Regions from separate parts of the Mus musculus genome. Here regions 1, 2 and 3 are each linked to region 4. The links are chromatin contacts, called in public HiChIP or PLAC-seq and promoter capture Hi-C maps. All regions are on one chromosome and are shown on one strand. The core of a region is the stretch at or near the end of the contact, and the rest is flanking DNA. Distances in the headings are between cores, read along the strand shown.

What was found. Promoter capture Hi-C pulls out the DNA fragments that hold promoters and counts their contacts. HiChIP or PLAC-seq counts read pairs in DNA pulled down with a chosen protein or histone mark.
Region 1: an H3K27ac HiChIP or PLAC-seq map of embryonic stem cells shows a contact between it and region 4, with 3 times the contacts expected there. The contact joins the promoter of Calml4 here to the promoter of Map2k5 in region 4. A contact is called at or near these places in 2 of 39 promoter capture datasets (hematopoietic stem and progenitor cells and hippocampal neurons), 4 of 115 datasets of contacts at active chromatin or transcription factors (bone marrow-derived macrophages, embryonic stem cells, pro-B cells and 1 more) and 3 of 9 other capture datasets (adipose tissue, liver and macrophages).
Region 2: a promoter capture Hi-C map of pre-B cells shows a contact between it and region 4, with 3 times the contacts expected there. The contact joins the promoter of Smad6 here to the promoter of Map2k5 in region 4. A contact is called at or near these places in 2 of 39 promoter capture datasets (neural stem cells and pre-B cells) and 1 of 115 datasets of contacts at active chromatin or transcription factors (pancreatic cancer cells).
Region 3: an H3K4me3 HiChIP or PLAC-seq map of bone marrow-derived macrophages shows a contact between it and region 4, with 2.8 times the contacts expected there. The contact joins the enhancer-like site here to the promoter of Map2k5 in region 4. A contact is called at or near these places in 2 of 39 promoter capture datasets (the C10 cell line and erythroid cells) and 4 of 115 datasets of contacts at active chromatin or transcription factors (bone marrow-derived macrophages, embryonic stem cells, large pre-B cells and 1 more).

The regions. Positions count from the first base shown.
Region 1 is chr9:62,855,797-62,862,499 of GRCm38.p6, reverse strand. Calml4 (calmodulin-like 4) reads right to left here and starts at 4,396. Exons shown (of 5, transcript NM_138304.2): 1 at 4,339-4,396; 2 at 4,228-4,258. The coding sequence starts at 4,341. It also overlaps the pseudogene Gm10653.
Region 2 is chr9:64,016,834-64,023,477 of GRCm38.p6, reverse strand. Smad6 (SMAD family member 6) reads left to right here and starts at 1,419. Exons shown (of 4, transcript NM_008542.3): 1 at 1,419-3,273. The coding sequence starts at 2,454.
Region 3 is chr9:62,792,009-62,798,295 of GRCm38.p6, reverse strand. Fem1b (fem 1 homolog b) reads left to right here. Exons shown (of 2, transcript NM_010193.4): 2 at 568-6,287. The coding sequence ends at 2,203. Among named protein-coding and RNA genes, the nearest start is that of Fem1b, 16 kb to the left of the region's middle. Within about 2 kb of position 3,420, at least 10 of the 459 cell types and tissues checked have an H3K27ac peak or open chromatin away from gene starts, as enhancers often do. A contact at or near this core is called in bone marrow-derived macrophages, where this site is marked.
Region 4 is chr9:63,376,216-63,382,911 of GRCm38.p6, reverse strand. Map2k5 (mitogen-activated protein kinase kinase 5) reads left to right here and starts at 5,010. Exons shown (of 22, transcript NM_011840.3): 1 at 5,010-5,789. The coding sequence starts at 5,655.

The sequences.
Region 1 (6,703 bases), core at 3,147-5,646, 520 kb after region 4:
ACGTAACCAGTTGCAGAAACGAGGATTATAAAGTAATATGAATGCCCATTGTAAATTTACTAATGCGTTTGCGATTGTACGAGGGATAGTTATATCATGTTAGGCGTATTTACAACCTTGTTATTGTTTCATGTGAACATGAGATATTATTTGTGTCAAGTTGACAAGGGGTGGATTGTAGTGGCTATTCCTGGTTGTCAACTTGACAATATTTGGAATGAACTACAATCCGGAATTGGAAGGCTCACCAGTGACCCTTATCTGGAGGCTTGGAGATCCTTATCTGGATCTTGGTTTGAAGATCTTGAGCCATAGTGGCTATGGATTCCAGAAGATTGAATCTCCGAGTTAAGGAACACACCTTTAATCTGGGCTATGCCTTTCATCTGGGATTAAAGGTGTGGTGGAACACACCTTTAATCTGGGCTACACCTTCTGCTGGAGACAATATAAGGACATTGGAAGAAGGGAGTCTAGCTCTTGCTCCTGCTCCTTCGCCTGCTTGCTGCGTGAGACTGAGTAACTACTAGATCCTTGGACTTCCATTCACAGCTGTGACTGAACGATTGTTGGGAATTGAGCTGCCGACTGTAAGTCATCAATAAATTCCTTTATTATCTAGAGACTATCCATAAGTTCTGTGACTCTAGAGAACCCTGACTAATACAGTGCTTGCCGCCAAGTCTGAATTTGATTCCCAGGACCCACACGGTTTAAGAAAAAGCAACTCCTGCAAGTTGTCTTCTGACATTCACAGTATGTGTATACACACTCACTACATAAATACATGAATGTCATACAGATATAAAACCAACAAGTCAAATAGAATTCAGAGAAAGATGAGCTAATTGTTGAAGATTTATTTGTGTTATTTTTATTTATTTGTATGTGTCATGAGTGAGTGACACATGGGTGAAGCCACCCAAGATGCCAGAAGGGTGGATATGCCCTGGAGCTGCAGTTCCAGGTAGAGTAAGCCTCCCCTCCTTGCCTTCTCTCTTCCTTAAGATGCCACTCAAAAGTTGGTAGGGCTGCCAGACTCCGGGGACCTTTGTAACATTGATGAGACAGTCTCACCTCTGTCTGCAGAATCCCCTAGGAGGCAAATGGCGGGCAGTGGTTCTCTGATGCTCTCTTAGGCAGGGGTTTATCATTGTCAGAGCTGAGTGTGGCTACTTTTTCTCACTTGTCTAGGACCTGGCTCCTGAACTCTAATGTTGTCCTCAGGCAGGTCCTGGTCCCGATGTGGAACTGCCGGGAAGGGTGCCTAGGGCTCGGCAGAGCTGGCCCATGGCTCTTTTTGCTGTCCTTTCTTCCCTGCTGCTGCTGCACACCTGGCAAAGCTGTCCTATCTGTCCTGCCTCTTCCCTCTGGGGCCCCTGGAGGCAAAGCCAAGCCACCTGGGAGCTTGGGTAAGATCCCAGCTCTGCAGATGGAGATGCCGTGGGGTGAGTTGCCCTAATCCCCTAATCCCTTCCATGTTCCAAGGAAGGAGCTGAAGCCTGGGGTTGGGGGTGGGGAGCAGGATCTGCTGGCTGTCCAGACAAGCACACTGCATTCCCCTATATTGGTAACCAGGGCCTAGAGCAAGGATTAAACAGAGGCCAGCCTCTGAGCAAACTGACATATGTGTTCTCTTCCAGCATTGACAGACCCACCTTTTCTTTCTTTTCTTAATTTTTTAAAGATTTCTTTATTTAATTCATATATGTGGGCACACTGTCGCTGTCTTCATACACACCAGAAGAGGGCATCAGATCCCATTACAGATGGTTGTGAGCCACCATGTGGTTGATGGGAATTGAACTCAGGACCTCTGGAAGAGCAGTCAGTGCTCTTAACCTCTGAGCTATCTCTCCAGCCCCTCTTTTTTCTCTTAAGAATTTTAATACATTTTATTTTAGTTGAAGATTTATCTTAAGTATATGAGTACACTGTAGCTGAGCCATCTCTCCAGATCACTGTTTATTTTGTTTTTTTTTTAGTGTATATATGTGTGGGAGTCAGAGAGTATCTTGTGGGGGAGATGGTTCTTTCCACCATGTGCTGGGCTGGGAGGAACCCCCCCGCCCCCGGCTTGGGGGCAGGTGCCTTTATCTCTCCAGCCCCCATCCATCTCTTCAAACCTGCAGAGCCAGATTCCCTGGAGCTGGAATTCCAGGTGGTGTTGAGTCACCCAGCGTGACTGCAGGGAACCTATCTCCCTCTCTCAGGTGCTCTTAACTGCTGAGCCATCTCTCCAGCTGCCGCCTCCAACCCCCCTTCCGCCTTCTCCCTCCCCTCCGCCATCTGTCCAAGCTCTGGTCCTTTACAACGCTGGGATCCCTTCCTGGGTCACCAGAAGCCACCTCTGGAGCCTGCTGGACACTGTCCTGCATCACAGTGCTTGGTGGGCCCTCAGTACCTGCAGTCTTTTCTCACTATGCTAGACCAAGATAACAAGATCCCCAGAATACCTGGCTTGCCTGAGGACCCCGATCCTCAGTCTCCTTCACACACACACACACACACACACACACACACACACACACACCCCTCCAGTCCTCTCAGTGTGGCCCCACCCCTCATTCACTGCTGTCCATTCTGTCTTTCACTCTCCTTGATTGTGACCCCAAGAATGGGGGGTACCTTCCGGCCCCCTGCTCAGTTTTTAACACCTGGGGAAGGGCTGGCACAGGGCAGGGTTAGCACAGAGAAAGGACTCTTGCTGAAGTAAAGTAGAAGTGAGGTAAACACATCAGGATGCATCGTTGACCCTCTTCTCAGACAAGAAAACTGAGACTCAAAGGTGACTGGCCTGGGAGCTTCCAAAGCCCCATTCCTCGCCCAACCCTGTCCAGGCTTCCAACTCTAAACACTCATGGCCACCTTCTTGGTGTTAGACACTGGGATACAAAGAGAATTCGCCTTCTTCCTTTCTAGTTGTTTCAAAAGCCATGGGAGCGAGGGGGCAGTGAGTCCGTTGTCCAGACAGAGTAGGGGGACTGGTGAGGCTGACAGGTGGCCTCTAGCTTAGGTCCCCCCTTCAAAGACTTTACTTTCCATTGTGTGCACATGCACGCATACAGGTGCCCCAGGAGGCCAAAGGTTTCCTTTGCCCTGGGAGATGGAGTTACAGGTGATGGTGATCAGTTCTTGTATATGTACTGGGAACCAAACTTAGGTCTTCTGCAAGAGCAGTACAAATTCTCCCATAGTGGATTGTCCGCCAGCCCCTGGCCCCTAACTGTGGGCTAGGCTCTGTGTAGCAGAGTCTCCTCACTGTCCCCTCTGTTCTGGGCCTTAGTTTGGGGATAGGGAGTTGAGGAATCTAAGAGTAGGACCAATAGGCACACATCGCTGTCACTCCCTGCTCTAGACTGTACTCTAGTCATTTACATCTCTGGGATAGATCCTTGCTGGGGTAACCAGAAGCCACCCCTGTGGCCTGCTGGACAGTGTCCTGCACCAGAGCTCCGTGTCCCTGTGTACCTGCAGTTCTAGCTCACCGACAAGGTGTCATGTCAGCGGCAATGAGAAGGGGGTTACCAAGGCTGTTTCCCTCCTATGTTGGGGCAGGTGTAGGGGCTCAGCCTCAGGGAAAAGAGAGTTATCCCGTAAAGGGCCTGTGCTGCACTCTGGCCTCTCTGCCAGAAACTCAGCCACCAGATCCCTGGCCAGGTGTTTGCCAGGTCCTGTGTAACTTAATTCTGCCTTTCTGCTCTTGGGGAAACAGAACTCTGCTCTGTGGGAAGCCCAAGAACAAGGTGCCCACACTGAACTAGGCAGGAGGTGCCAGCTGAGCCCCTCATTTTACAGTCTAAGGTCCATAAAGAAATATCCTGCCCCAGCGTGTAACCCTGAGTTCTGTTGCCTGTCTACACTGACTACAAAGCCCCATCCCCCATCTCTGGTTCAATTACTATGTTAGTGACCTTTCTCCATGACCAGCCTCCCACCCAGACCCGTTTCCAGGCTCTCTGGAGCACTAAGCAAGCTCACTTTTATGACCCAGCTTGAAAGTCACACTGACATATAACAAGCCCTGGAAGTCAGTTAGTCGGTCTTCAGGGCCACCCCCAAACAGATAACCAGCTGCCCCACAGCACCTGGCCCCAAGCCTGTGGGTGGGCCAGCTGTCCACCCCTCGGGGCCTTCCTTCCTACCAACAAAACCCAGCAAAGCAAATTGCCTAATGAGACACACATTTTGTGGCGAATTACTAATTAAAGAACAAACCCAACCTACCATTAATTTGGTCCTGGGAAAGGAACTTGGCCTGTAGCAGAGAAAGAACAGTCAAGAGGGGGCTTCAGCGGGGGCCCTTCCCACCTCCTTCCGGCACAGCCCCTCACTCACCATCCTCAGGCTCCCCTTACTCCTGGAACTGAGTTTGGTTCTCTTTACTCCAGCTTGGAGTCGAAAGTCCAGCATGCTGGGCGGAGGCCTGGTAATAAATCCTCCGCTGCCACGGAGACCGGGCTCTATGCCATGAGAGTCAAATTCCGGCTGAGTAGTGGATGCCCCCACCGTCCTGAGAAGGGTGATTGTGAGGAAACCATTTACAGACTCTCCTGGAGGCCCCTGCCCCCGGAGGCTGGGGCTCTGCAGCAACTGGACAATTTGGGTGTTCCTTCTTGGAAGCCTAACTTCTGAAAGGGGGCTCCGGGTGGGGCTGACTCTGTCCTGGTCTGAGTCTGTCTTAGGAAGCTTTGCTCTCTCCCGAGGCTAAGCTGGGCTCCTTGCTGGAGCCAGATAGCACGCGCGCACACGCACGCGCGCGCACACACACACACACACACACACACACACACACACACACACACACACGGTCTCTCCAGAAGAAGCTATCCAAGGGAGCAGTGCTCAGAGACGCTTCAAACACAGCCTTGCAGATGCACTATGTCTGGGGACACGCTGAGGACCGTCCGTCTCTTGTATGCCTCAGTTTCCTCACCAGCTACGTTATGGGCTGCTAGGATAATCCAAAGGCCAATACACAGCCAATTCTACTTCCTAGGGGCTGGGGATGGTGTTGGGTGCTGGGGCTGAGTCTTAAGCTAGCCGCTCAGGGAACTTGGAGTTTGACCTGACCAGGCAGGAAGTTCCTCTCCCTTCCTCGTCTCGCCCTTTCCCGTATTATAATAAGCTGCTGACTCTGAATTTCTCAGCCCTCTATTCCTCTCCCCGTCCCCTGAGACAGGAAAAAGGGTGCCTCCTAGAACTGGTACTGGGCCCTGGGCATGACTAGGTTCTCAGGTTGGTCTGAAAGTCTCCTTTCCCTCATCCACACTCCTTGACTGGTTTGCCTACAAAGTGCTAAATCCAGCCTGGTCCAACTGTCAGTCACTGTGTGTGGTCACATAGCCTGTGTACTACACAGGGAGCAAGGGAGCAAATGAGAGCTACCAAAGGCTGCAGGTGCCAGAGGAAGAGAGTTAAGGTCTCCTGCTAACCCATCTGAGGGCACACAAACTCATGGCCTCCCTCTGGTCCTGACACCTCCATGTGGAATGGTTTTGTTTTTTCTCCTGAGCCATCTACCTCTTCTTACCTGCTTTAGATGTGAGAATCTTGAGGTTCTGACCCACTTTGTGGGGGGTAGGTATGATTTGGAGGGTAGGTATGGTTGGGGAGGCAAGATATGGTGGGGCCTAGGTATGGAGGGGTAGGTATAGTTGGGGGCCTAGGTTTGGTGGGGGGTGGGTATGGTGGGAGTGGGGAAGGCTGGGGGGACACAGTTTAGTTGTCATGGAAGAGCAAGGGAGGTAGGCAGTACTTTTTGACAGGTGGGTACAGAACTGAGGCCCCCAAATACCCTACCTCTGTGATGGGCTCAGAGGCGGGTGAGGCATCTTCTTGGGTTTTAGTAACTGAGTACTGGGGTCAGCCATGTGCCCCTAAGGGCATCCTGACACCTGTCAACTCTCCCTTCTTTTGTTGTTTGGTTTTGTTTCCATTGGTGTGTGGGTGTGTGTGGGTGTGCGTACGCGCATGCATGACCGTCCTAAATCATTTACTAGTATAGATTTTATGAACATTCTTTATATCATCACTAATGGAGCTGGAGAGTGCTCCAGGCTCTCCAAGTGTGTGGTGAGAAACACTCAAAGCATGTCAGAACTTGGTTTCCCTTTCAGAGACCAGAGCTCCTGTGGCCAGCAGACGGCAGTCCAGGCATCTCTTGGTGCTTATGCACTGGTTCGGTGATCCAGTGAGTGCCAGGATTTGTTCTGGTAACTTATGAAGTAGTGGGTCTGTGAGGAGAACCTCAAAGAACCTGTATGAAGCCTTCAGCCCCGTAAGAATTCAGGATGCTCAGAATTCACAATGGAGTCCAGCTCTCTCCACACAGTACTGAGGACCAGGCCATCTTTAGCTGGTTAAGCCTATGATGGATAGGTTTACTCTAAGTTGCACTCTAAGGAATTGGGTGTTCGCAGCCTCCACTGTGAACACAAAGTCCTGCATCTAATGTAGTTTTGCTTAGCCTCGTGAAGCTAATGCCCGGTGGAACACAGGGCATTGGTGATACGGCTAGCAGTGGGCCCTGAAGAAAGTGCATCATGCCAGGATGTCAGGTCACCTCTATAGCACTGGTCCTCCCCCTTCCTCGCCCTGAAACCCTCTAATGCAGTTCCTCATGTTATGGTGACCCACCTATAAAATTATTTTCATTGCTTCTTCATAACTGTAATTTTGCTACTGTGGTGGATCTGTAATC
Region 2 (6,644 bases), core at 170-2,669, 640 kb before region 4:
GGACAGCTACTCATATTCACCTTGGCCAAAATAGTGAAGGGTGGGTGTGACAATCGGCCCTGCAGCACTGGAGTACCTGGCTCCAGGTAAGACTCAGGGAAGTAGTCTGTATCTTTCCTACACACACGACCCTTCCCCCAGCGCACTTCCAGACCCGTTCCTGGACTTGCACACCACCTTCGCTACAGCAGTCCAGAGCACAGGTATCCTAAAGGGGATCACAAGTCCGCGCCCCATCCTCCCCACTCCGCCTCCCGCGGGGTGCGGCGTCAAGCCCCAGGCCAATGAGAGTAGCGGAATTTCTTTCATTGAGCTCGGGGCCCCGCTCCTGCCCGGAAAGGGGCGTGGTGCTGCGCCGGGGGTGGGGCCGCGGCGCGCCAGGGGAGGGCGGGGCCGGCCCTGCGGCTGGGCCAATCGGCGCCACGCCCGGGAGGGGGAGGGGGAACCAGGCCTTTTTTCCCCTCCGCGCGGGGCCAATCCTGACTTTACAAGCTTGAACTTTTGCCACCCTCGGACTAGCAAGCACGCCCGAGGAGGTACCCCGCCGCGCCGGCTCCAGGGCAGGAGCGGCCTTAACCCTTCCCATGCCGGGTCCCCAAGTCTGTCCCCAACTTGCCCCCGTTTTTATAGTGAAACATAACTGGGGAAAGCACGCCCCTCTATCACTCTCGAAGGGGCATAAGGTAAATCCTCGAAGGGAGAAGAAAGCGCCTGGCCTTGAGAGGAGCCTAGGACGCCAGGAGGGAGAGCCGGGGCGACCAGGAGGAGCCATCCAAGAGCACTCCTGCCTCTACCCCACCCTGTCCAAGTCCCCACCTCGGGCTATCCTGGAGCTCCCTCGATCACCCGCCCCCCAGTGTAGCCTAGGCGGAGAGACCCCTAATTTTGGGCAGGGGGTGCGTGGAGCCTTCATAGGACACGGAAGAAACCCGCTATCCCAACTTCGCCGCCGCCCCCCAACTCCCCAGAGACGGAGGGCAGGAAGGCGCACACACACGCCCATTTTTATTAGCCCGCGCTGAGGCTGGGGGTTTGGACTGACTCTAAAGTGCTATGCGCGTTTGCAAGTTTGGGCACAAGCCAGAGAGAGGCAAAGGGCCGCCTCGGAGTCCGGGTCGCGGTGGGTTCACCCAGCAGAGCTGGGCATCAGGGTGTGAGTGTTTGTTAGCGCGTGTGCGGGACGGCTGGTATCCGTGCCCAAGGCACGACGTGAGCTTGAGAGTGAGTCGCGGGCACTGTCAGCCTCGGGGCGGGGGTGCTGGGGCGGGCGAGGGGCGGGGGCCCGCGTTCGGCCCGCCCCGGGAACCAGCCCCCTCGGAGCCTCGGGCTCAGCAATGGGACGTGTTCTCCTTTAAGAGTTAAGAAACTTGAAACCTTGTTTGCGCAACAATCAGCGCCGCGGAGCCGCCAAAGTGTCTAGACTGGCATATGATGGGAGGCAGCCAATGACTCCGCGGCGCTCCTCCGGGGGCCCTCAGTGTGCGTTTGAGGAGAACAAAAAAGAGAGAGAGCGCCGAGAGGGGGAACGAGCGAGGGAGCTGAGTCCAGAGAAAGAGCCGCCGGGCGCTGCCTCGCCAAACCTCGCTGGGACCGCGGGGCCACCAGGAGGCACTTTGGTGAAGGGGGGGGGGGGCGACCTCGGCAGCCGCGGCGCCCGAAGCGACCCAGCGCAGCGTGGGGCGGGCTGCGACCTCTGCTTCGGTGGATTGCATTTTTAATTAAGGATTCCTAGCAGCTCTTTGGGATTTTTTTTTTCCGGCTTCCACTCATGTGTTGACACCCGCGTTCAGGAGAGACTTGCCCCAAGTGCACCGAGCGCCCGGGACCTGAGACGGAATTGCTTTTCGTGCGTGCAAAATCCAAGCATTTTGAGTTTTGTTTGGGACCTTTTTCTTGCTTTGCTTTTATTTCTATTTTTATTTTGTTGCAGGGATATGGGAGTTATCCACAAGCCTTAGTTTCGGATCCTGCAGGGAAAGCCCATGTAGCATAGCTTGGCTTTTGAAGGCAGAGTTGTGCAGACACATTTGGGGGCACGACGCAAGCGCTTTGTGCTCGTGTACCAGCCGCGCAACTTTTGAAGGCTCGCCGGCCCATGCAGGGTGTCTCTAGCATCGTTTCGCTGGTGGCTTCCCTAAGGCTCCAAAGCAGCTGGAGTTGAGCGGTCCCGGCCCATCGTGATCCATGTAGCCCGCTGGTCCCTCGCGGACTGAGGCTCAACACGCGCGTGTTCCCGGCCCGGCCCGGCCCGGCTTGGCCCGGCGCGAGCTCCCTCATGTTGCAGCCCTGCGGTGCCCCTTCGACGACAGGCTGTGCGCGGTCTGCACGGCGCCCCGCGGCAGAGCTTCATGTGGGGCTGCGGCCCGCTCAGCCGGCGCCTCGTTGAGGGAACGGACCCCCGGTAACCGGAGACCGCCTCCCCTCCCACCACCCCAGGCGCCAAAGGGTATCGTATGTTCAGGTCTAAACGTTCGGGGCTGGTGCGGCGACTTTGGCGAAGTCGTGTGGTCCCTGATCGGGAGGAAGGCAGCGGCGGCGGCGGTGGTGTCGACGAGGATGGGAGCCTGGGCAGCCGAGCTGAGCCTGCCCCGCGGGCACGAGAGGGCGGAGGCTGCAGCCGCTCCGAAGTCCGCTCGGTAGCCCCGCGGCGGCCCCGGGACGCGGTGGGACCGCGAGGCGCCGCGATCGCGGGCAGGCGCCGGCGCACAGGGGGCCTCCCGAGGCCCGTGTCGGAGTCGGGGGCCGGGGCTGGGGGCTCCCCGCTGGATGTGGCGGAGCCTGGAGGCCCAGGCTGGCTGCCTGAGAGTGACTGCGAGACGGTGACCTGCTGTCTCTTCTCCGAACGGGACGCAGCAGGCGCGCCCCGGGACTCTGGCGATCCCCAAGCCAGACAGTCCCCGGAGCCGGAGGAGGGCGGCGGGCCTCGGAGTCGCGAAGCCCGCTCGCGACTGCTGCTTCTGGAGCAGGAGCTCAAGACGGTCACGTACTCGCTGCTCAAGAGGCTCAAGGAGCGTTCGCTGGACACGCTGTTGGAGGCTGTGGAGTCCCGAGGCGGCGTACCGGGCGGCTGCGTGCTGGTGCCGCGCGCCGACCTCCGCTTGGGCGGCCAGCCCGCGCCACCGCAGCTGCTGCTCGGCCGCCTCTTCCGCTGGCCAGACCTGCAGCACGCAGTGGAGCTGAAACCCCTGTGCGGCTGCCACAGCTTTACCGCCGCCGCCGACGGGCCCACGGTGTGTTGCAACCCCTACCACTTCAGCCGGCTCTGCGGGCCAGGTGAGCGTGCGCAGGGTCGCCTCGACCTCCGACTCTACCGTCCTGTTCCCTTTCCCTTTCCCAATCTCTTTGTTGGATACACTAGGGATGCTCCCCCCCTCCCGACCGCCCCCCTCCCCCGGTACTGGGAGCCTGCAGGGGATTGAGGAAAGTTGAGGGCTAGATGTCTGCAGTTTCAGATGGTAACTTTATTTTGTGGCGCCGGCGAAGTGAGAAAGGGACACGTTCGGGTTTCCATATGCAGCCTCTGGGATTTAAAGATTGCAGCTCTGTGAAACGGGATAGTAAGCCATGGAGAGGCTAAAGGTGGAAATGCCACCTCTCCTTTGGGGACTCACCTCAGTCGGTACATAGCTTTTAGCATTTGTAAGCATATCCTATACCCCTGATCTGCTCTTCCCCACCCAGGTAGGTATGGCTGTGAAGCTGTCAGTAGGGAAATCACGCCTAACGTCAGAAGTGTTTGCAAAGATGTTTGACTTTGTCCCTTTCTGTAGTTTTAGCCCAGACTCTGCAGGGCAAACCCTCTTGTTTGCAACATCCTTTGGGATGGAATGCCAGGCTCTTCCATCGTCAAGGCTCTTAATTCTGGCCTTTAGCTTACCTCTGAGGGACCTGAGGCATCTGGGAGTCAGAGGCTGCTAGCTCTTTTGTTACCCTGAGAACTGGCCCCTTTGTTCTCCTGGGATCTTCTGCACACACCCTACCTTAACTTAGCCTTGCTTAGCTAGGCAGGCTCAGGTGCAGGAGCAGAGGTGAGGAGAGCTGAAAGGCCCTGACAGGCCAGAAAGTGTACACACACACACACACACACACACACACACACACACACACTTTCTGTACCACGAGGAACACTCGCTGTAGGTGTAGGTGAATGCATCCAATGGCGTTGCATTTGCAGGAGAAAATGGAACAGGCAGTTACAGGCTGGCTGTTGGCTCTGGTCAGCTCTTGGGTCTCCTCAGTGTGGGCTGGCAGCATCGGAAGCCTGACTTCTCCCCTGTATAGAGGAGGGCCTAGTGACGAGAAAGGAAGTTTCCCTCCTATTATTTTGGCTCCTGATGTACTTCCCTCATGGTCTCTCCAGGTACAGTGTAGACACTCTGGGTAGACCTTGGCCTGTGTCTGCGCTGGGCTTTCTGTGCCTGGAGGCTCATTGACAGCTTCCCCTGTTGTAAACTGCTACCTCTTTCTCTGGGGAGGAGGACTCTTATTTGTGGTTGTATTGCCTCCCTTGTATTTTTGTTTGGGAGATCGATGGTGGGACCTACTACACTCTTCTAATAAGGCCCTAGTGAATTATTTGTCTGTCACCAAGTCACAGTACTAGCCAGTTTGTTAAGCATCACTCAGTACCAGGTACTCTGTGTGTGGTGGGGAGGGAACAGAGTCGGAGTCATACTGTCAAGAAATCTTCCTCGGAGGTGGGAAGAAAGGAGAAGGAGGTAAGGGGGTGGGGCTAGGTCAGTGGTCTGAGCCACCAGTAGGGCTGTGGGCGTGCATGTAACTGGATCACCTCGGGGAGTGCCTTGCCTTTAACCTGGAGCAGCCTCAGAGGAGGGGGTGGACCTAAAGAGGGCTTGCGCAGGTGGGTGGACCGGAAAAGGAGGGGTGAAAAGCTGGAGGCTTTAGGACCCACTAAGTTCCTATCTTTGCCCTTTGAGTTGGCCCTGCTTAACAGCGGAGAAGTTGAGGGAGACCTGATCAACTGTAGACCTAGGCTTACTATCCTTGGAAGAGTGTGTTTTAGTGTAGGAGGGCTCTAGAAAACATGTTCAACTGAACTGAGTATTGGAACTTAATACCCTGCCTCCCTCCACTGAAGCTCTTCCCCGTTGGGAGGGCGGCGCCATGTAGCATGTGTCTGTTCCCTGCTTCTACAAGCTACAAACCTAGGAGGACCCTAGTCAGCCAACTGGGGGCATCTCTGAAGACTGGTTGTGGAAAAAAAGCAAGAGTTTCCAGTATCCTGGTTGACCGTCTTCCCTTCCCTGGGACTAAGGACCGGGGAAGCCCTTTGCTGCCCACCCGCCCCCGGGGCTGGCCGCCAGCCTGGCTCCTAGAAATGGGCGGGCACATAGCTGGGGTTCAGCCGAGCGCGTCCTGATAAGGAGACGGCTCCTCCCAACTTTCCAGCTCAGGGAAGAAGGCTGAGGCATGGGGCAGGCAGACGACAGACAGACAGACAGACTGGGCATACCACTAGAGTAAAGTGCACGGGAACACCCAGCACCAGTCGTTCGTGCCTTGCCTCCACCCTCAAGGAGTTCCAGTGTCAAGACCTGTGGGAAGTGTGGTTGGTCCCCTTCTGAGTGTGGCAAGTTGATGACCCTGGCCTCCTCCCATCTGTAAAGTTCTGAGTTAGCCTGAACGACTGAGGTGAAGAGGTGGTGATGGGTAGATTATAGGTTCCTTGGGCTTCGTCTCAGAAACTGGTGTTATGCACAGAAGCCTCACCCAGAGGACCAGTCTCAGTGCATGATCTAGTCTGGGGGCCCCTGGGAGTTACCTTTCCTGGGCCTTTCTGTTTAGGACTAAAGGCAGCACTGAGTTTGGTGGCTGCCTATGTGGACGGAAATGTGGAGAAATACTTTAATCACAGCTCTGACCTGTTTATAGAGTTCCTTTCTCCTGCAAGTATCCATTAACTCTGGAATGAATCTCCTGCTCTTTGCGTCCCTACTTTTTTTTTTTTCTGTAATTATATTCGGTAAATTACTATTATCCAAATTGTGCCCGGGAAAGAGAGAGCGAGCACTTCTGAAGGGCTGGAGAAGACTGCCTAGGAAAACACAGGGTTCCCAGGCCAGGCCTGGAGGAATTAGAATGGGCTAGAAAGTTTTTCCTTTTATTTGGCCTGGCATTATCCCTTTGAAATGAGATCAATTTCAAGTTGGGCTTCCCGGCCCCGCCCCGCCCCGCCCCCTCGCGGCCCCTCGGCCTGCCTGTCTGCTCCCCGCTCCTCTCTTGGAGGTGAGGAAGCCGCGATAATGCCCAGTTTGCCTCTTGCTGGCGCCAGCCGGCTGCGCTGTTTATCTGGCTGCTGGGGGAATCTGGGCAGTTAGGCTCCTTCAGCCTTAAAGCGCCAGGAGCTCCTTTTTCTGTCCTCCGATCTTGGAGCTTGGAATCCGAGCCATAGGTTCTGAAGGAAGAAGAAACAGAACGCCCAAGGGGCCCACCTCCAAGCCCGCCGGAGGTGTCACCCCCCCAACCCCCCACCCCCGGGAGAAAAAAAAAGTCGGAGGTCCAGGCCAGCATGTGGATCTTGTTCTACAGCAAAGAGCTGCCCTGCAAAGATGGGTGGAAAGTATCAAATGGAAACCCCCGCCAGGCGCAGAGAGGCTGTGAACTTTTTTCTGGCCTCAAATGAA
Region 3 (6,287 bases), core at 2,171-4,670, 580 kb after region 4:
TTGCCTCTGCATTTTTGCTTGTTTTGCTTTTTCTGGTTTTAAAACTGTGTGTACCTGGTATTGGTCCTCACCTTCCTCCTTGAGACAGACTGCTTTGTTTTTAGATGCTGAGCACATCTGACCCACTGCCCCATTAGCTTCAGGGATTCTCCTGTTTCCACCCCACAGTAGTAGTCTCCCATCCTACAGTAGTGACACTGAAAAAATAGACACTTGCCACTCTTGTCACTAAGTGTGTTCTGGAGATTTGAACTCAGACCCTCATGCTTGCATAGCAAGTACTTTCCCCACTGAGCCAATCTTCTCAGCCTTTCTTCTGTGTTTTCTGAAATGTATTGTTGCTAGTAGAGAGTATTCTTCAGGTTAAAAAAAAAATGACTTTAGAAAAAACAGTAACAATAATTTTATTGATCCCACACTAGTAAAGTGCTCTGCTGAAATTACTTGTTTTTTTTCTACTCTAACTGATACTTTAGTAATGTTTGGGAAAGTGGAGTTTTGGTTGGTGCCTGTGAATGCATGTCAGGGCCTGTTAGCCCACTGACTGACTGTACTTTCTGTGTGTAGGTATGTCATTGACGGTGCCACTGCTCTTTGGTGTGCTGCGGGAGCCGGACATTTTGAAGTTGTTAAACTTCTAGTCAGCCATGGAGCCAACGTGAACCACACCACAGTCACTAACTCAACTCCATTGCGGGCAGCATGCTTTGATGGCAGACTGGACATTGTGAAATATTTGGTTGAAAATAATGCCAATATCAGCATTGCCAACAAGTATGACAACACCTGCCTAATGATCGCAGCATATAAAGGGCACACTGATGTGGTCAGATACCTCTTAGAACAACGTGCTGATCCCAATGCTAAAGCACACTGTGGAGCCACAGCTTTGCACTTTGCAGCCGAAGCTGGTCACATTGACATTGTGAAAGAACTGATAAAATGGAGAGCTGCAATAGTGGTGAATGGCCATGGGATGACACCATTGAAGGTGGCCGCTGAAAGCTGTAAAGCTGATGTCGTTGAACTGTTGCTCTCTCATGCTGATTGTGACCGCAGAAGTCGGATTGAAGCCTTGGAGCTCTTGGGTGCCTCCTTTGCAAATGATCGTGAGAACTATGACATCATGAAGACATACCACTATTTATATTTAGCTATGTTGGAGAGATTTCAGGATGGTGACAACATTCTTGAAAAAGAGGTTCTCCCACCCATCCATGCTTATGGGAACAGAACTGAGTGTAGGAACCCACAGGAATTGGAGGCTATTCGGCAAGACAGAGATGCTCTTCACATGGAGGGCCTTATAGTTCGGGAACGGATTTTAGGTGCTGACAACATTGATGTTTCCCACCCCATCATTTACAGAGGGGCTGTCTATGCTGATAACATGGAGTTCGAGCAGTGCATCAAATTGTGGCTCCACGCACTACACCTGAGGCAGAAAGGTAACAGGAATACCCACAAAGATCTGCTTCGGTTTGCTCAAGTCTTCTCTCAGATGATACACCTCAATGAAGCTGTGAAGGCCCCAGACATAGAGTGCGTTTTGAGATGCAGTGTCTTGGAAATAGAGCAGAGCATGAACAGAGTTAAAAATATCTCCGATGCCGACGTCCACAGTGCCATGGATAACTATGAGTGTAACCTCTATACCTTTCTGTACCTCGTGTGCATCTCCACCAAGACACAGTGTAGCGAAGAAGATCAGTGCAGAATTAACAAGCAGATCTACAACCTGATTCACCTGGACCCCAGAACACGGGAAGGTTTTTCCTTGCTACACCTGGCTGTCAACTCGAACACACCAGTTGATGATTTCCATACTAACGATGTCTGCAGCTTTCCCAACGCTCTGGTCACAAAGCTCCTGCTGGACTGTGGCGCTGAGGTAAATGCAGTGGACAATGAGGGGAACAGTGCCCTCCACATTATCGTCCAGTACAACAGGCCCATCAGTGATTTTCTGACCTTGCACTCCATCATCATCAGCCTTGTGGAGGCTGGAGCTCACACCGACATGACAAACAAGCAGAATAAAACTCCGCTAGACAAAAGTACAACTGGGGTGTCTGAAATACTACTTAAAACTCAGATGAAGATGAGCCTCAAGTGCCTGGCTGCCCGAGCAGTTCGGGCTAATGACATTAACTACCAAGACCAGATCCCCCGGACTCTTGAAGAGTTTGTTGGATTTCATTAAGTGACTGGATGTGTAAAATCGTTTAATGTGGTGCTAAAAAGTAAAGGACTTTAATCACAGACAATAGAATTCTGTGTTTGTAAATTCTCCTTTTCTTTCCACTATCCTTTCAGCCATCGTCCTTGGTTCCGTGTGCCTCTTTTCTCACGTGGTATTGAGCTCAGCACACTAAACAGAGCAGCGCTGTTCAGGTGTAACTGGAAGGTGTATGGACATTTGTTTGTTTCCTTTTCTTTTTCTTTTTTTAAAAGAATGAATGTAAGCCTTTTGTGTAATAGGGGCATTTGTGATTTAAAATTGGTGATGTTTTAAACAGCTGCCTACAAAAGTATTTCTGTTAAGCTGATGTCAGCATGTCATCTGTGCAGCAGTTTTGAGGATTTCATGAAGAAAATGAACTAAAAAGGAACACTGGGAGCACTGGGAGATGCTCAAGCCCTGCATGGATGGTTCTCACTTCACTGTGTGTGTGCAGTGATACAGCACATTTTACATCAGGAGGACTTGAAACACTTAGCTACTGATTAATAATCTGAAAATTATGTGCAGTTATTGTTGGAAAGTTGAATTCCTGAAAATCATTGTGTTCTGTTAGTGTCTTCTAACTGGTGATCTTAGCCCAACCTTGCGGACCTTGCTAGATTCCACCCTTAGGCTTGAATTCTTCTGGTCTCTGATGTAATGATGAATCTAAATTGCATTTATGCATTGGATTTGGCTCACAGACCTACGTAAGGAGCACACTGTATTATGAAACATTGTCACAGTATAGCTAGACATTGTACTTCGTCCTTTTCTAGCCCTGTCCTTGTGTGTTGTATCTTTAAAAATTGGAAACTGCCTTTCCATAGGGCATTGGTGTCTCCCTAATTAGGTGTAAGATGAAAAGGAATGAGGACACATATGTGATGTTTTTACTTAGTCCATTGTAAGATGTAGGAAAACCAGGAGTAAGGTATAGGAAATGAAGTATTTGATGAGGAAAATGATTCTCAGTGCCACATGAAAGGTGTATCTCAGAGCTGTAGACTTTTCTACCACAGAATGTGGTACTGAGGTCTTTGGGTTTTTTGCTTTTTTTTTTTTAAATCAAGCAACATTTCAACTCTTAAGAGTATTCTGTGATTTTTTTTTTTTTCTCTTAAGCATCACAGAAATTCAAGTTGAAGGAACAACAGTGTCTGCTGATGCTAGGGATGAGAATGAAAGTGAAACTAGTTCCTGTAATTTCCTCTAGTGCCAAATGAATGCTGCCTAAGCTACCCCTAGTGCATGGAACCGTACGTGGAGACCCGCAGCTTTGTGTTTTCCTTTAGTGAAAAGCATTGTCATGATACAACATCAGATATAAACTTTAAACAACCTGTAAGATTTCACAAATACTTTACCTGTGGATATTGCTTTTAAAACATAGGAGAATGGTTGTAGTTGGAGTAGTACAAAGTGACCAAGCCAAAATCAGCACCTAGGGCCTTAAACAGAGATACCCCATAAAATGAAATACCAGGAGAGGGCAGGAAAGGAGACTTAAAGTTTCCTGCTCCAAGGGTGCAAGATGCAGTTGCTGTAGTTGTGCTTCGTGTGTGTCCTTGTGTTAGTTATTTTCCTAACTTGAGAGTTTACATGGAAGACTTTTCTGATGGCTTAAAGGGAGGTGTTGGAATGCCCTAATTTGGGAACTTCTGACCTAGACCCTCTTGGTGTGACTTAAGGCGATATTGATTCACCTTGCTCTGGCAGCTCTCAGTGGCCTGGAAGAGATGACACACTGCACAAGGTGAGTCAGCCCTGCCTCTTCTCAGGCTCAGGTCAGGTCTTTTCGGACACTAAGGCCCAATGAGGACAGTGAGGAATAGCTGTGAAACTTAGTATTCAGTTGGTTCCATTTTTTTAATGTATATGATTTTTAAGCACCCAAACTGAAAGTATCTATCAGATAATACTGCATGTTTTAAAAACATTTTTCCTCCTTCACTACCCAGGACCAACACTGTTCTAAGACATTATTTATATATGAGAATAATAATAATATACATATTCAGATGTAGAATTAAAGGACAGCTTTTGAAGGAGGGAAGACAGTGCTGAGGAGGGTGGAGGGAACGGAACGGTGCTGGTGGTGGACTAACTAGAGTTGTTTAGTTGTGTAGTTGCACACTATGTACTCTTGCTGAGGATCTAATTCTGTCTGTACCATCACTCCAGATTTGCATTGTGGAACACCTGTATAAATCCATTATAGGAGCAAGTGTCCTCATGCCTGGCCTTCCCGTTATTTGTTTTTGGTAAAATTCTTTGAAAGTATGCTCAGCCAAATGTTCCATGAACTTTTGTTTTTAAAGAAAAATAGGTGTGAAAGGTGGTAGCATTGTAGCTAGCTCACTAGGCTGTCGTGTGTTGCAGCCATGTCTGTCATTTGATGTTTGTTATTGGTAGAATCATGCTTTGAATTGTAACCCTTCCTTGATAGTGTTAGTGATTTCCCCAGAACATGTCACTTGTGTAAATTGTCACATAAATTTGCATGAGCCAGGAGTGCAGGAGGGTGCTTTTCACTTTTCATGCAGTTAGGAATTAAAACCTTACACTTCAGTGACTGACCCCAGTCTGGGCAGCAAAGCTATCTATCCATCCTCTTGTTGAAGAAGAAGGGGTAGCTGACTCTGACACTGGCTTTTTCCAGTCCACTCTTGATTATAATCACAGCACAACCACCCAGAGGTTCTTCACTGTGGGAACTTTAAACATGCAAACCAAAACAACCTGGCCCATCTGCCATGCTTTGGTTTTGCTAGTTTCTGAAAGGAGTTTTGATTTCATTACACTAATAGTTGCTAAATGGTGATTATGAAGACTTAGGCATGATAGCATTGTTTGACATAAACTGTGGTTAAGGGATTAAAACCTCCCTAAAGCCAACACTGTTTTAGACAAACATTTCTGAAAACTCAAGTCCTAGAGAGGAGTTACTCATTGTAATTGAGGCATCAGGTTAAAATGAGGTTGCTTTGGATAATCCAAGCAGCAGAATACCCGTGTTCTGGGAATATGGAAGCCAAAGGACGCGTGCTACTTGAACTCTGTGGGCTGAGAAGAAGCCAGTGGCTGAACTTGAGTGGGCGGGTTAAAGTATCTGTGCCTCATGACAATTGTAAAAATCCGAAGTGTACTTTCTCAGCTACCCAGATGTCAGTGCACGCAGAAGTGCACCCTTCTCATGACTTAACTGCAGCAGAAATAGGGAAGAGTAAAACCCTCAACTCTGCCTTTGGCTCTGAACTGATTTCAGTCAGATTCTAAGCTGTGCTCACTCTTACTCTGAAAGTGCACAGCTCCATTCTGGATATCATCTGACAGCCCCTCAATATGTACATACACTGAGGGGCTTTCTTTGAAGTTTCTGGCAAACCTGCCAGAGATGGGCCAGGCATACAGCAGCCCCTTTCTCAAGCCTGGGATCTGGAACAAATTCTATAGTGACAATGCTGATTGGTTGACTACTACAAATGTAAAGTAAATGTGGTCTCTAGTCCTAGGTTTGTGGAGTGTACCTTTGTGTTAATGTGTAGGGAAGGGACAGCGGTTTGATGGTTATGGGGAGCACGTCACTGATAAATCTGCAGGGCTGAATACTGCTAAATTACAGCTTTACAGCTTTCCTTTAGGGGTGAATCATGGGATGAGTAGCCTCATCAGAAAAATGAAGGCATGAAGATGCAGGTCTGCCAGGTGAGGACACAGGCAGGCTTTGCACCTATTTCCTATCAGGTATTGTAAAATGTGTGCATGGCTTTTTTTGTTGTTGCTCAGTAATCGGTAGAGAAGAGATGAGGGGACCTCTCCCTGCAAGCTTTCCTAACCAGTCTTTTCAGAAGTACATAGCTGGGAAGTAAAATCTGGCCTTAACCTACTGGCAGGACCCTGTCCTTTGTAATGTTCACCGCACCCTGCAGTCCTTGGTGCAGAGGAGCTACATAGTTGTAGTCTAGTAATTCACCGTGGTTTACTGCGAGCCAGTGATGTCATTCTATCGTGCGCTCTTGTCAAGCCATTTATGTGACTTTAATAAGCTTAGTAACTTTGC
Region 4 (6,696 bases), core at 3,761-6,260:
AAAAAACTTTAGTGACATGGAGAACTTGGAGGCCTTAAGCAAAGTGGGTATGTTTCTGCCGTGCTGTGGCTATGGTTTGTATCTCCGTCACTGCAAAGGTTGGGAATTAAAGGCTTAGTCTTCAGGTAGCCATACCTCATGAGAGCTGGTGGACTCTTTAAATGGTGAGCACTTACAGAAGCTCTGAGAGTCATTAGGCCCGTGCTTCTAGAAAGAATTGTTGAACATGGCCTCTTTGGTCTCTGGCTTTGAGTTACTGTCTCTTCTTGGTACACAAGTACAATCCCTTCATTGTGTCAGAACCCAGCTGATGTCAGCACCATGTCCTTGAACCTCCAGTGCTATGTGCTAAATAACTATCATCTTTATAAAGTTAGCCTGGTCCTACTGCTGAAAGGGGACAAGCATATGAACTTCCATCTCTAACTAAGAATTCCTCTCCAATAGACACCCACTTGCAAAGGAAAAATTAGTTTTCCAATGGAGTCTCAGTGACTTTATAAATCACACTTAAAAGCAGGCTCCATTCCCAGAAGTAGACACCCAACACAAAATTAACTCAATGTTATTTTTATAGACTTTTAATCTCATATTTCTTTGTTTGGGCTTATGTTTTCTTTTGTTTTTCAAGGTAGCATTTCTCTGTATAACAGTCCTGACTGTCCTGGAACTTGGAGATCTACCTGCCTCAGCCTCCAGGTACTGGGATTAAAAGCATGTGCTAACTTCTTTGGGCATTATCATCTTTCTGGTCTTATTTATGTGTTATGGTTTCTGATTTTGTGTTTTTATGGGTTTAGCTCTTGTGTGCCTCTGCATTTCTTGTGTTTACTGTTATTTTATTTTTGTTTTTTTAAAATCTGGCTTGTTTGCATTTTTTGTTTGCCTGCTTGTTTTCTAAAAAGAGAGAAAAAGAAGGAGTACAATGAGTGGTGGGGATAATCTGGGGGGAGTTGGGAGCAGAGAAACCATGATCACAATATATAATAAAAAAGAGTAATAAAAATACATAAAGTTAGCATGTCTTAGGAATTTCATTACAGTAACAAAAAAGTCTAATGAAATATCTGAAAGAGTTAAAATTAGTCTGGAACATTAGTGTTGTTGATGATGATAGTTGTGGTGGTGGTGGCAATTATTACTTATTATTGAAGATGGTAGGAATTTGGGTTCAGGAATCACCACACAATCCATACAAACACAGATCTTAGTTAAGCAAAAATAGTTTATTGAATGCACACCCTAATACTGGTCAGACCAGGGACATAGTTCAGAATTATCTGAACTATGAGAACAGATAACTTTTTTTTTTGTCAGCTTATAAAGGAAAAAACCCACAAAAGTTCATATGCAGGTGCAGGCGTGACTCAGGATATCTTAGACTGAACAGTTCATATTGACCCTTGATTTGATGGGTTCTACGTAAAGCTTTATGGAATTTCTTAAGATATCAAACCTCATACAGAAGATTCAGAGCATACAGAACAAAACAGGGTATGTGGTCAGCATGTCCTTGAGCCAAGTCACTTTTCTGTGTCAATGACTGGCAGGCATGTTAAAGCAGCAATACAAAATAGCTGGAGGACATGGATCAGAATGGCCACAGACAGCTATTCGGGATGGGGTGGGGTGGGGTGGTCAGACCATATCAGTAGGGGTCAAATCCAGGGCCTAACGTGTGATAAGCATACTGTGTTCCACTGAGGTACCCAGTCCTGGAATAGAAGTTCTTACATGCACAGTCATAGCAGCAGCATTATTCACAACAGTCAAAAGATGGAAGTAATCTGAGATTCCATTGGCAAATGAATGAATGAAGATTACATATCCAAAGGACTTATCTTTAACCCAGCAAATGAAGGATCTTTAGTACAAAATTACCACAGAGATGAACTTTGAAGGCATTACTCTAAGTGAAATAAACTAGGCACAAAAGATAAATATTGTCTAACTCCAATTTTATAAGGTTTTAAAAGTATTTCAAGTTCAAAATCAGAAAACTAATGCTAGTGAGAGGAAGGGGGAGGGAAGTCATTATTTAATGGGGAGGGGATTTCACTTTTGTAAGTGAAAAGTTCTAGAAATTGATTGTGTGACAATACAAACGAACTTAAACAGTGCCGAAGTATATACCTAAAAAGGGAAAATCTGATCTTATGTGTGTTTTATCACAATTAACGTACATTAAAAACCAGTCGATATCTGTCTCAGGGTTTCTATGCTATGAAGAGACAGCACGACCATAACAACTCTTATTTAAAAAAATATTTAATTGGGCTGGCTTACAGGTTCAGAGGACTAGTCCATTGTCATCATAGGGACAAGCATGAAGGCATGCAGCCGACACTGTGTTGGAGAGGAGCTGAGAGTTCTGCATCCAGATGTGCAGGCAGCAGAAAGGGAGAGCAACATTGGGCCTGGCTTGGACTTCTGAAACCCTAAAGCTCACCCCCATTAACACACTTCCTCCAACAAGGCCACACCTCCCAAGAGTGTCACTCCCTATGAGTTTATGGGGGCCATTTTCATTCAAACTGCATAACACCTAATTTTCAGAAACACCTTCTTTTCAGTTAAGGTTACACACAAGTAAGGATTTACCAGGGCAGTCAGCAGCATCTCCTTCAGTGTTTCCTTCCCATATTCCCTCTGGGCCCATTTCTCCTTGCTTTTACCACCATCTGATATATTTTATTCATTTTTGTGTTTCTTCCATCAGAATTTAGAGAGAAACTTTCTATCATAGTCATTTAGAAGCAGGTCCTCTGTGCTAATCATTGTCTCATTCTCCTTTTATTATTTTGTTTTTTGGGTTTTTGTTTTGTTTTGTTTTGTTTTTTTGAGACAGGATTTTTGTGTGTAGCCCTGGCTGTCCTGGAACTCTCTCTATAGACTATAGACCAGGCTAACCTCGAACTCACAGAGATTTGCCTGAGTCTGCCTCATGGTGCTGGGATTAAAGGCATTTGCCACCACAACTGGTTCATGTGTCAGTTTTCAATGATAAGCAACTTATAAGTAGGGGGGAGGAGGTATATATTTTGCCTCATAAGTTCACAGATTTTAGGCCATGATCTCTAGGCCTGTGGTTAGGCAGACTTCCACACATCAGCGAGTGTGTGGGAAAAGGCAGGAAGTAAAGGTGTTTTCTTCATGGCTGACAAGAAACAGAAGAAGGAAGAAGGGCACTGGTCCCAATAACGTCGTATAATATGCCCCCAAGAACCTATCTTACTCTCACTGACCCAACATTAGATTCTATCGTCTCCTGGCAGTGCCACTGACGGACAAGCAAGGCTTGAGCATATGGGGGACATTTCCAATCCAAACTTTAACCCCCTTTAAGTAGGAAAGAAACAAGCATAAACCTTCTACTACAATTAAAGTACTTTATGGCTACCAAACTACCTCAGTCAGAACTTGTGTGGCTACTTATGTCTACTGTTAAAAAGAAAATACTATGTGCAAAAACTTTAAGATCATAAACATATATCCCTTTAATTTGGACGGTGGTGTTTATATTACTTAACAAAGAGGTACTTTTGAATGTTAATAGTTCTGTGAAACTCTGCTCAAATAATAAAGTCTTAAGATTTCATGCTATGTAAAGGCTACAAAAAGTTGAAATGTGATTATATTTGCTCTTTAGATATTTGGGAAGCTGAGAGACTGCCATTCATATATTTAAAAAAGTGCTTCAGAATATACATGCAAATTTGGCAAATGGTGTTGGTTTTCCCTATGGTACTATGAATTTTTAAAAAGACGTTTTAACAAATCATAGGTTAATAGAAAATCTCTAGTTTTGTAGTTAATTTTCCTTAATAATAGAAATAAAGTTTAGATTAAGAAGTACATGGCAAAATAGTGAATTTTTCTTTAGCACTGAAGAGCAGTTACAAAGGGGTAGTTCCAACAGTACCTGGAGAATCGGTCTACGTGAATTCCTACCTAAGCTATTAAGGAATAATAACTAAAAGATGGTCATTTATCTCCTACAATGGCCTTTCAAATGCAACAGGAAAAAAGCCCAAGTAGAGGAAATTATGCCACAAATTTTGGTATTACATTGAAAATGATCAACATTTAATTGTTCCTCCTCTTACATTAATCACATATCTGTTTATTCCGGGGAAAGTGGACACTGGTCCCACCACCCCACGCACTATGTTTATGCATAATCAGCCCCAAAAGGTAGAGATAATAGCATAATTTAATTACAAATAAAGGGCCTACCTACACGTTGCCATTTGTAAGCAATTCTTTTGTATAGACACATAGATCAACAGGATTATGCACTTTAAAATGTGAGGTAACAAGGCATTTAAAAATAACCAAGGTTTACGGCTACTGCCCTGCTATCACTGACTGCATAAACACTGCAATTTAGCTGAAAATATATGGAACAGACGGGATATTTTTGCAACGGTTGAATAAGATATTATGATGCCAGAAATACAGCTGTCCCCAGGCAGTTAAGCGCTCTCCATTGAGTTTCTTTACTGTTGCTTTTGAGTAGGAGATTGCTTGGTACTGTAGGTCACTGGTTAGGGTAAAGGACCTCACTGAAAAATTCATGCACACTTTGCTAACGTGGGAGAAAAAATAGTGGTATTTTGGAACTGTTAATTGGAAGAAGGGGCATAAAAACATGCTTTTTTTTTTTTTTTTCTTTTTTTAATAAAAAGGTCTTGCCTGGCTCTTGCCGATTTAATGTAACAAACCCGCGGATAGTAAAAGGTATATAACTTGACAAGCTGGTGCTGCCGTCTTGTCCTTCACCGCCTTTTCTGCATGATCAAACCTTAAATTGTTTTACGGACAGCCCCCAGCCGTAGATCCGTGTCTTCCTGGGTTTTCTAGGCTCCTTTACCACTACCTGAAGAGATGGAAGTCAGCCAGTCCTAGCACGAGATCCCTGCTCCGCCCCAGCTGCCCTCTTCCAACATGGCGCCCCAGGAGGCGGGTCCCACATGTCGGCTCCCCGGGTTCCGGCGCCATCGCGTTTTGGTTCCGGAGTAACAGCGGTCTAACGGCCGCCTTCCTCCTCCTCTCGCCGCCACCTCCGCTGCCGGGACGCGGGCCTCAGTCGGACGATCCTGCACGCGCCGCGCCCTCCGGTTCCGGCTGCGGTCCGGGACCCGCCCCTTGACCCCGCGGCCCTGGGCCCCCCTGCCTGGTTGGAGGGCAGGCGCCACCGGTGCACCTCCGAAACAGCCCCGACCCAGCCCGCGGCGCCCGGCCACCGTCCCCTTGCCCACCGAGACACTCAGGACGGCAGGACCCTGGCCACTGTACCTGCCTTAAACCAGGCCGTTGCTCCGCTGTCTCCTCTTACTCACAAGGACTACAGAATGCTTGTGGGTTCTGTTTTGTCCACTTTTGTAACTCCAGGACCTTCCGCTCTCTACTAATTCCTCTTGGCCGGTCCCCCAACAGTGCATCCTCTCCTAGGGACACTCCACACGACCTGGGCCTGGTTTTGGGCCTGCAAGCTCCCTCCTGATCGCTCCTCTTCACTTCTCCCCATCTTCTTGCTCCCTATTTATCGCCTGCCTTCTGTCTATCGTTCCCCTTGTCACTTCTTGGGGCTCCTCCTAAGTAGGGGCAGGTCGGTACCCCTCGCCCCAGGATGTGAGACCCTTTAACCTGTAATGCTGTGGCTGGCCCTTGGCCCCTTCTGTGCCATGGAGAACCAGGTGCTGGTGATTCGGATCAAGATTCCAAATAGTGGCGCGGTGGACTGGACCGTGCACTCCGGGCCGCAGTTACTCTTCAGGGATGTTCTGGTGAGTGGTGACTTTAGTGGCCAAATCCCAGCGTTGGGGATTATGGATCTGGATAGGCAGCATCTTGACCATTGGTGGCCTGAGCTGGCCTCTGGTGGGGTCAACTTACCTGTTTTAACCACAGTCTCGGTTAATTGCACTCACTGAAAACTGGTAAATGTGCAGCGCCCTGGGAAATTGATGTATCCGACTGAACCCCTGCCCTCAGGAAGCTCACAGTCTGGACTGTGACTTACACACCAGTGCAGACAACTGGGATGTAAAGAGTTTTAAAACTGTTTCTTATATTTTTCTCAAGTATTTGGAAAGGATTCCTGCCCTCATTCTAGCCCTGTCACTGCTGAGTTTCCTGAACTTGTGACCTGCTGGGAAAGGGACACCAGGGCAATCTTAGTTTACAATGGTTAAGCAAACCTTAGATGCCACTGAATGGGAGACCTAGACTTAACTATCAATATGGAAAGGATGCTGCCTGTTAGAACTACAGCACATCATTCCGTGACAAACACAGCTCAATTTCAGAGATGTTGAGTGTTCAGGGAAAATTTACATCTTAGAATCAACAGTGCATTGCCTTGGGATGCTTAGAATATATTTCACACAAAATTATGAAGGTTAATGTAGGCTGGCCCTTGAGTCCATATATAATATATACTATAAAACATTATGTATGTGTGTGTTTGTCCTGAATAGAGAGTAAAAGGACCTTCCGAGGACTTGCTCCTGAGGTTGAGAGTCAGTGCCAAAACTATAGCTTCCTTACTTAGTATATGAGTATATGTGTGTGCAGATGTGTGTGCGTGCATGTGGAGATCAGAGATCAGCCTCAGATGTGCTCAGGTGCCATCCACCTTGTTGTTTTGGGATAGGGTTGGCTGGCCAGCAAGCCCTGGGCATTCGCCTGTTT